Regions from separate parts of the Mus musculus genome. Here region 2 is linked to region 1. Evidence: chromatin contacts called from public HiCAR-type data. All regions are on one chromosome and are shown on one strand. The core of a region is the stretch at or near the end of the contact, and the rest is flanking DNA. Distances in the headings are between cores, read along the strand shown. Region 1 holds the start of Znhit3 (zinc finger, HIT type 3). Region 2 holds the start of Ints2 (integrator complex subunit 2).

What was found. HiCAR-type assays count read pairs that join an accessible place to other places.
Region 2: a contact with region 1 is called in a HiCAR-type map of astrocytes, with 4 times the contacts expected there. The contact joins the promoter of Ints2 here to the promoter of Znhit3 in region 1. A contact is called at or near these places in 2 of 39 promoter capture datasets (both in liver) and 1 of 115 datasets of contacts at active chromatin or transcription factors (astrocytes).

What each region holds. Positions count from the first base shown.
Region 1 is chr11:84,915,019-84,919,137 of GRCm38.p6, forward strand. It overlaps Znhit3 (zinc finger, HIT type 3), which reads right to left and starts at 1,348. Exons shown (of 5, transcript NM_001005223.3): 1 at 1,238-1,348; 2 at 1,081-1,112. The coding sequence starts at 1,323.
Region 2 is chr11:86,255,625-86,259,218 of GRCm38.p6, forward strand. It overlaps Ints2 (integrator complex subunit 2), which reads right to left and starts at 1,970. Exons shown (of 25, transcript NM_027421.3): 1 at 1,580-1,970; 2 at 399-705. The coding sequence starts at 694. The region is part of intron 2 of Brip1os (BRCA1 interacting protein C-terminal helicase 1, opposite strand); the gene reads left to right.

The DNA.
Region 1 (4,119 bases), core at 98-2,597:
CAGGAACTTATTTTAACCAGTTCTGGTGGCTCCTATAATCCTAGCATTTGAGGATGACAAAGCATGATCATGATAGATAGGCCAGCCTGAACTACATAAAAAAAAAAAAAAAAGAGCCAGTCTCAGCTGGGCCGTGGTGGCTTGTGCCTTTAATCCCAGCATTAGGAAACTAAGGCATGGGGATTGTGAGTCTGGGAGGAGTATAGAATATATAGTTCAGCCAGGCGTGGTGGTGTACGCCTTTAATCCCAGCACTCGCGAGGCAGAGGCAGGCAGATCTCTGAGTTCGAGGCCAGCCTGGTCTACAAAGTGAGTTCCAGGACAGCCAGGGCTACACAGAGAAACCCTGTCTCGAAAAACAAACAAAAACAAAAACAAAACAAAAAAAGGAATATATAGTGAATCTGAGATACTCTTTCTCAGCACAAAATAAAACAGCACTTGGGAGGCAAGAGGCAGGCAGATCGCTATGAATTTGAAGCCAGCCCGGTCTACAGAGCGAGTTCGAAGGCAGCCAGAAACCCTTTATTGAAAAGCAAACAAAGAAAGAAGGAAAATGAAAGAAGAAAAAGAACCAGCCGGGCGTGGTGGCTCACGCCTTTAATCCCAGCACTCGGGAGGCAGAGGCAGGCGGATTTCTGAGTTCGAGGCCAGCCTGGTCTACAGAGTGAGTCCCAGGACAGCCAGAGCTACATAGAGAAACCCTGCCTCGGAAAAAAAAAAAAAGAGGAGGAGGAGGAGAACCTGTCTCAAAATACCACACACAGAAAAAGAAAATTTCTCCTATTGTAAATAATAAACAACCATATTTTAAAGACAACCATTGCTGGCTAATTGACCTCAGCCAAGGCAGTTTCTGCGATAGTGAGGGGCTACACTAGAATGTCAAGATGAATAAATAGCTAAGACTTTTCCCAAGAAAGCAGCTGACTTGCTTTGGATTATTTGAGACAGGGTCTCAGTCTGTAGTCAGGCTGGCTTTGAACTGGCGGGAATCCTCCCGCTTCGGGTTCCTGGGGGCATGGGGCCTGTACGGTACAAAGAAGGAGCAAGGGCTGCGACGGTGTCCCGGGGTCTTACCTTTGTGCTTCTGAAAACAGGGGACCGAACAGCTGTAATGAGACAGACAGGCTCAGGTCAGCACGATCAGCACGAGCGGCCGCAGCACGTACCCCTTGCCCGCAGCCGCCGCCCGCAGCCCGGCCTCCCTCCGAACCCACTACCCGCTCTGGCTCACTAGGGCACGCGGCAAGTCGGGCAACGGTATTTCGGCTTCTCCAAACAGACCACACAGACCGCAGTCCTACAATTCAGCGACGCCATGACTTCCCAGAAGACACCCGCGCTCACTCTTTTACCTAAACAAGGGCCAATCACAGCGCTCCGCACTCATTGGCAGTCAGAAGCAATGGATTGATCCTGTTCTCTATTCTAGGCCTCACCTGTAGAGTGTCGATACAGTAGATGTGCATTTAGAGCTGCTGCGTCAAGGATTTTTTTCCTCTGATTAGATCAGGCCACGGAACTCAGGATTTTTCTGCCTCTGCATCCCTGACACTGACATCACAAGTGTGCACCACCATGCCTAATCAAAGACATTAAAAAAAAAAAAAAACTGTATACGTGTGCGCCTGTGCCGGGGTAAATGATGTCCCTGCCCCAAGAGAGACCAGAAAAAGATATCAGATCCAATGGAGCTAGAGATAGGCGGGTTTGAACTTCCTACTGTGAATGTTAAGACTCAAACTCTGTAACAGCATCTAGCGGTCCTTACTGCTAAGCCACTTCTCCCAGCCCAAAAGACATTTGAGGCTGAGCTGCTGACAAATGCTTGTTGAACCCCGACTGTGAGTTCTACAATGTCCAGACACTGGGGATGATTGGAAGACGGTCTCTTCCCTAGGAGCACAAGGCTTGAAGTGAAAACAGAATGGGGAAAGGACTAAGGAAGAGACTGGAATTTTAGTGTCAAGCCGTGCATTTGCACGACTCTGAAAATGAGCCTGTAGGTTTTCTTGTGCTTCATGCCACTACAAGCCATGGTGGAGTTGACTGACTGCAGAGCAGATCAGTGGCTAGGCTAAAGGAATCCAGGCTAATGAGTCAGAATAGATGGGCTATGACTAACCTTGAAGGCTACTATAGACTTTAGTTATAGACAAAATCGTGGAGTCAGTTGTGTTAAGGTCTGAGACCCTGTTGCAGGGTGTGTCACCAGGCCCTACTTGGAATCCTGTTTTCTTTAAGAAACTTGCTCCTCTCTGAAGCTCTGAATTTGGTCTAACCTAAACTCCAGCTTCCAGGACCTTAAATCATGTTCCTCTCCCAAATGCCTCCTCCTCATCTATGTGGCCCATTCAGGCTCTAGGGTCCTTTGTTGATTTGTTTGTTTGTTTTTGTTTTTGTTTTTGTTTTTAAGACAGGGTTTCTTTGTGTAACCCTGGCTGTCCTGGAACTCATGCTGTATACCAGGCTGAGCTTGAACTCACAGAGCCGGCCTGCCTCTGTTTCCACCAGCCCTGCTCTAGGGTCCCTGTTAATAAGTGTGCGCATGAGCATCTGTGCCTGCTGAGATGGAGCTGCTGCAAACTAGGCAGTGCCTGGAGCCCTGACTCCCACTCTTTGAGTGTCTTAGAGGGCTTGGTTGCTACCTGAGCCCTTTTATCAATTAAAGTGGATGTCCAGACCTAAATTCTTGAGCTATTGAAAGACAAATGGAAATCATACATATATATTTTTTAACCTGTAGCTGGCAAAAGGGTTATTTCCATGATACTCGGAAGGAGTCTAATCTCCTGGATCTCTGCTACTGACAATTTGGTCTGACTCGGTAGAAAGGATGGGAAATGAGTAAGAGTCCTTCTTTAGTATCATGGGACCGCTGGAAGGCTCTCCAGGCCCAAAACACTGTCCTTCCGCTAAATCAGAAGGCCCCTTTGGCTCTCTCTTTGCTCCCGTCAGCCCGTCAAGAGCTTGCTTAGAATCCAATACAAATTCACACTGACCCAATAACCCTTTTCGTTCCTAGTCTTCAACAGAGATGTGACCTTTGGTTTCCAGAAGGTCCAAATTAAAATGGGACAACCAGAGAAGGCCAACAACTCATCCATGATCACATTTGAATCTGTGTCCTGTGTGGCAAGGGTATAAACTGTCACAGACCACCCGGATTTGTATTGTGTGTTTGTATGTAATGGCTGAAACCGAGAATCTCTCCTACACACACTTCCTGTGGTGGAGATGCTGCTCCCTCTATTCTGGAGGTCCCTAGCTTCAGGGATCACTGTCAGACTTTCTTCAATGTCCAGGACAGGAAAGGAAGTGTGAGGGGGACCAGGTGGGGGAATACCGAGGACACTGTGAATCCAGACTCGTTATCCAGTTGACCACACTTGAGGTTCCAATGGGAGCATCCTGGCTTTCTATGAACTCCAGTTAAACCCATCTTAGATGCCGCGTACTCCTCCGCAAGAGCCTGAAGAGCAGTGAAAATCCTTGGAAAGAAGCGAGACAGCAAAGAAAGGTTTCAGAACTCAGGTACCTAGCTACTGGCAGTCAGGCGCCTGTGAGCCTCCAGAGACTCTCGCAGTGTTGCATGCCAGCAACAGGCACCGCCAGAGGGCGCTGCAGGCCGCCGTTGGATCGGTGTAGCGACTACTCTTAGAGCCCAGCACACACCCCACTTTATGCTGTAGATTAAGCTGCTGGCAGCTTAGAAAAAAAAGCTAGAGTAGTAACTAAACCGTGAAGCGATGAAAAGAGAGTCTCCTGGGAAAAAGCAGGACAGTCGCCAACCTCGGGCTCTAAATGCTAAAGGCTCTCCAGGGCCAGCTCTCAGTGCCTCTTAGCTAGGAGCTCATGTAAACTCCAGGATAGTGGCAGTCCACCTGGAAGCTGACCACCTATGTTAGCCTAATGAGAATCTAGCTGTGCTCTGGGAACTTTGGGGTTACTAGCCTAGAGCAGAGTTTCTCAACCTGTGGACTCGTGACCCTTTCACAGGAGTTTCCTAAGACCATCAGAAAACAGAGATTGACCTTACAATTCATAACAAAATTACAGTTATGAAGTAGCAACTGAAATAATGTTATGGTTGGGGGTCAGCACAACATGAAGAAC
Region 2 (3,594 bases), core at 720-3,219, 1.3 Mb after region 1:
TTAGTAATTGCCACAGACTTCAGTAACAATAGCTTTCAGATACACAAGGGACATGAAAGGATACAAAACCAGCCTGGAGTCTGGGGGGGGGGGAGTGGGGAGCAACGTAATTTTAAAAGCTCAGTCATTCCCATAAAACCTTCCACTCTAGAAGACTTTCTCCTCCTCAGTCCCCACTCAGAGTAACTGACCTAATATGTAGCTAATCTTCTCTGAGCAACATTTTATAACACAGAAAGCAGCTCTTAGGAATTTAACTAGAAAAGACCTCTGTCAAATGCTTCTCAGACATTACTCTCCCTTTGCTGGGGGAGCTCTGACAGACCTGAGCATCATTACAACCCCCTCCTCTGGAATATCAAGTAACTCCCAAGTCCTAACACACAAGTGAACTTTACCTAAGCTGCTGTTCTTTGCTGGCATCTTGTTCTAGAGCGTGGAAGTCCACAGACAACAGTGCAACAATGGAGTTGACAGCTTCCACTCCAGACAGGAGGCGAAGTATAAGTTTCTTATCCTGTGCCCAACTTTGGCTCTGGTCAGCAGGAGCACAAAGTGCCATCCTCACCAGGCAGGGCAAGAGGAGTCTTAATTCCGGATCACTTAAGGACGCCAGGCGGACAACATCCACCTTCTGCATAGCTTCAAAAGCAAAAGGGCTGACAAACTGCAGGCCTGTACCCTCGGGCGTCATCGCTCTCGATCCTAAGGAGTCCAAAACAACAAAATGAAAATCGGTATCTACTTCCCACATATATGACAACCTTCTTTAAAATCTAACAAAGTATACTAAATACTTAGTAGGTCCTTGCATTGGCAATGTTGTTGGCACAATTAAAGCTCAGGTTTCTGTCTCTATGTTTCTACTGACATCTGGAAGATAAGAAGGAAAACTGCAGATTAATGTTTCTTCTCAATTTAGAGATCATTTGCTCTAATACTTTGTGTCCCAGTGAACCCTCCTACCCTGAACACAGCCAAGACTTCCCTCATTATGCCCATTACATGAGTTCCATGAAATATGGAGAGAAAATGAACGGCTGCAGCCAGATCTCTTTCATTTTACAAGCCTACCAGATAAATATAAATATCAGTTGGGCTTCTCTTTCTACCTCCCAACTACATGGAAACACTGGTAAATCATCTCACGGGCCAAAAGTAATGTCAGAGGCATGGTTCTGAAAGCCACAACGCTATTCCGTACCCCTATTGTTATAGAGGTAGATGTGTATGTACAGTCAGCTGAAGGAGTTAAAGAGAGTCTCACTTGGGCACTGTGGTTTTGAGTAAATTTTCAAAAGGTAGCAGAAAAGAGAGGTGACATGGAACAGTTAACAGAGACCACTCAGTCTTAAGACCTACTCCCTAGCAGAGCTGTGGACAAAGAATCGTAGGCAGAAATGCTGCTGTTTCAATAGTAAGCGCTGGTCTTTTAACAGTAGAGTAAGCTCAAGGCAGAGGTGACAGGACTCAGGGGTCTCTGCCAGGCAGCAATGAGAATCGAGTGACCCGGGCTGCGAAGAGTCAGGCGGACTTCAGACAAAGCGGCACTTGGGCCCGAGAAGCCGACGCTTCATACCTTAAGATCAACCCTCCAGCCTCAAGGGACCCACTCGGATTCCGCCTCCGAGAGCCAGACGAGGCAGAAATGGAGAGCGCGGTCCGAAGTTGGGCCTAGGTGATTATCCAGATCCCCAAACCCCGGCAATGCCCGGAGTCGACTCAGGCACCAAGAACTCTGACGCTGGCACCAACAGTGCCGTCGACAGAGCGAGAATCAGAATGGGGACACTGCAAAAAAAAAAAAAAAAGTAAAAAGGAAAGGGAAAAAAAAGGGAGAAGCAACCAGGAGAGAGGGGAAAGCAGAGACTTAGTTCAACCTGCACCCTGCACCTCCATTCATCCCAAGCTTCTGGCACGCGCCGGCCACCGTACAGCACTGAGAAGACGTCGGCGGCGATAAGAAAAGCCAGCTTAGGGCCGCTCTGCGCATGCGCAGGCCCGCCCCTTCCTCCGTCACCGCCCTCCCCGCTTCCGAAAGCGTGGAGTGTTACACTTTCTTGTTTTCCAGAGCTTTTCTCTTGGAACCTTGTCAGATGAGTTCCTAAACGGTCAGAGCGAAATCCCGACCCCCGAACCAATTATCGCGACATTTAAATAACAATAATGTATTAAATGGCAAAAGTTGTCCGCTCTGTTCCTCCACAGAAATTTGCCTAATGGAACCCGATTGCAGCCTCCTTTAAACCCCTGCCGGTGCGGTCTAGAAAGTTCTAGAATCCCAAGACCTGTGTGTAGGGGAATTTTAAAAGTAATGAAGCCGGGCAGTGGTGGCGCACGCCTTTAATCCCAGCACTTGGGAGGCAGAGGCAGGCGGATCTCTGAGTTCGAGGCCAGCTTGGTCTACAGAGTGAGTTCCAGGACAGCCAGGGCTACACAGAGAAACCATGTGTCGAAAAAAAAAAAAAAAAGTAATTAATCATAAGTCTATACACTAAGGCCAAAGTGTAATAACTTTTCATTATTTAGTTTTATGGTGTGTACCCAAATTATAAGCGCATGCTACCACTTCCGGCTTGCATTCGAGGTTGGTTTTGTTTTTCAGACAAGGTATATGTGGTCCTTGTTGGCCTGGAGTTCATTATGTAGACAAGGATGACTGGTACTTGACACAACCCCTCTGTCTGCCCAGGGCTCATACTAGAGGCTCTATGTTTGGTAGCTTTCTCGGGTCTCGAGGTTACAAAAATCCTATTCAAGAGTGAATTTTAGGAACGAATTCAGTGGAACCTTCTCAATATTATATGTGGCACTTGTGAAAGAAAATCAAAACTAAAGTCTCACCATCTTAAAAATTGCAAGTCTATTTATCTCATAATAAATGTTCTGGAGACAGCGCCACACTATGTAGTCCAGGCTGCTCTGAACTTCTGCTTCAGCCTTTCAAATTGTGGAATTATAGGATTGTGCCATCTTCACCAGCTTACGTTTTTTGTTGTGGTTGTTGTTCCTGGTTCACCCAAGGTTTGCATGACCTTGCGCGCGCGCGCGCGCGTTTGTGTGTGTGTGTGTGTGTGTGTGTGTGTGTGTGTGTGTGTGTGTGTGTGACATTTGTGCATGTGTTTACTTGTGAGAAAAAAGAATAACTCATGGAAGCTCATTTTCTCCTTCCACCATGTATGTCCTGGGACTTGAATTCATGTCATCTGGCTCAGCGACCAACACCTGGCATGCTGTGCCATCTGTCAAGCCTCTGAACTATTTTATTAAAATGCAGCTTTTGGGCTGGAGAGATGGCTCAGCGGTTAAGAGCACTGACTGCTCTTCCGAAGGTCCTGAGTTTAAATCCCAGCAACCACATGGTGGCTCACAACCATCCATAATGAGATCTGATGCCCTCTTCTAGGTGTCTGAAGACAGCTACAATGTACTTAGATATAATAATAAAGAAATCTTTAAAAAAAAAAATTCTGCTCTTCAGAGGACCTGAGTTCAGTTCCCAGTACCTATACTTGTGGCTCCAAAACTCCAAGGGGTTTGACACCCTCTTCTGGCCTCTGCAGGACACACACACAATAGTTTTTCCTTGTTTGC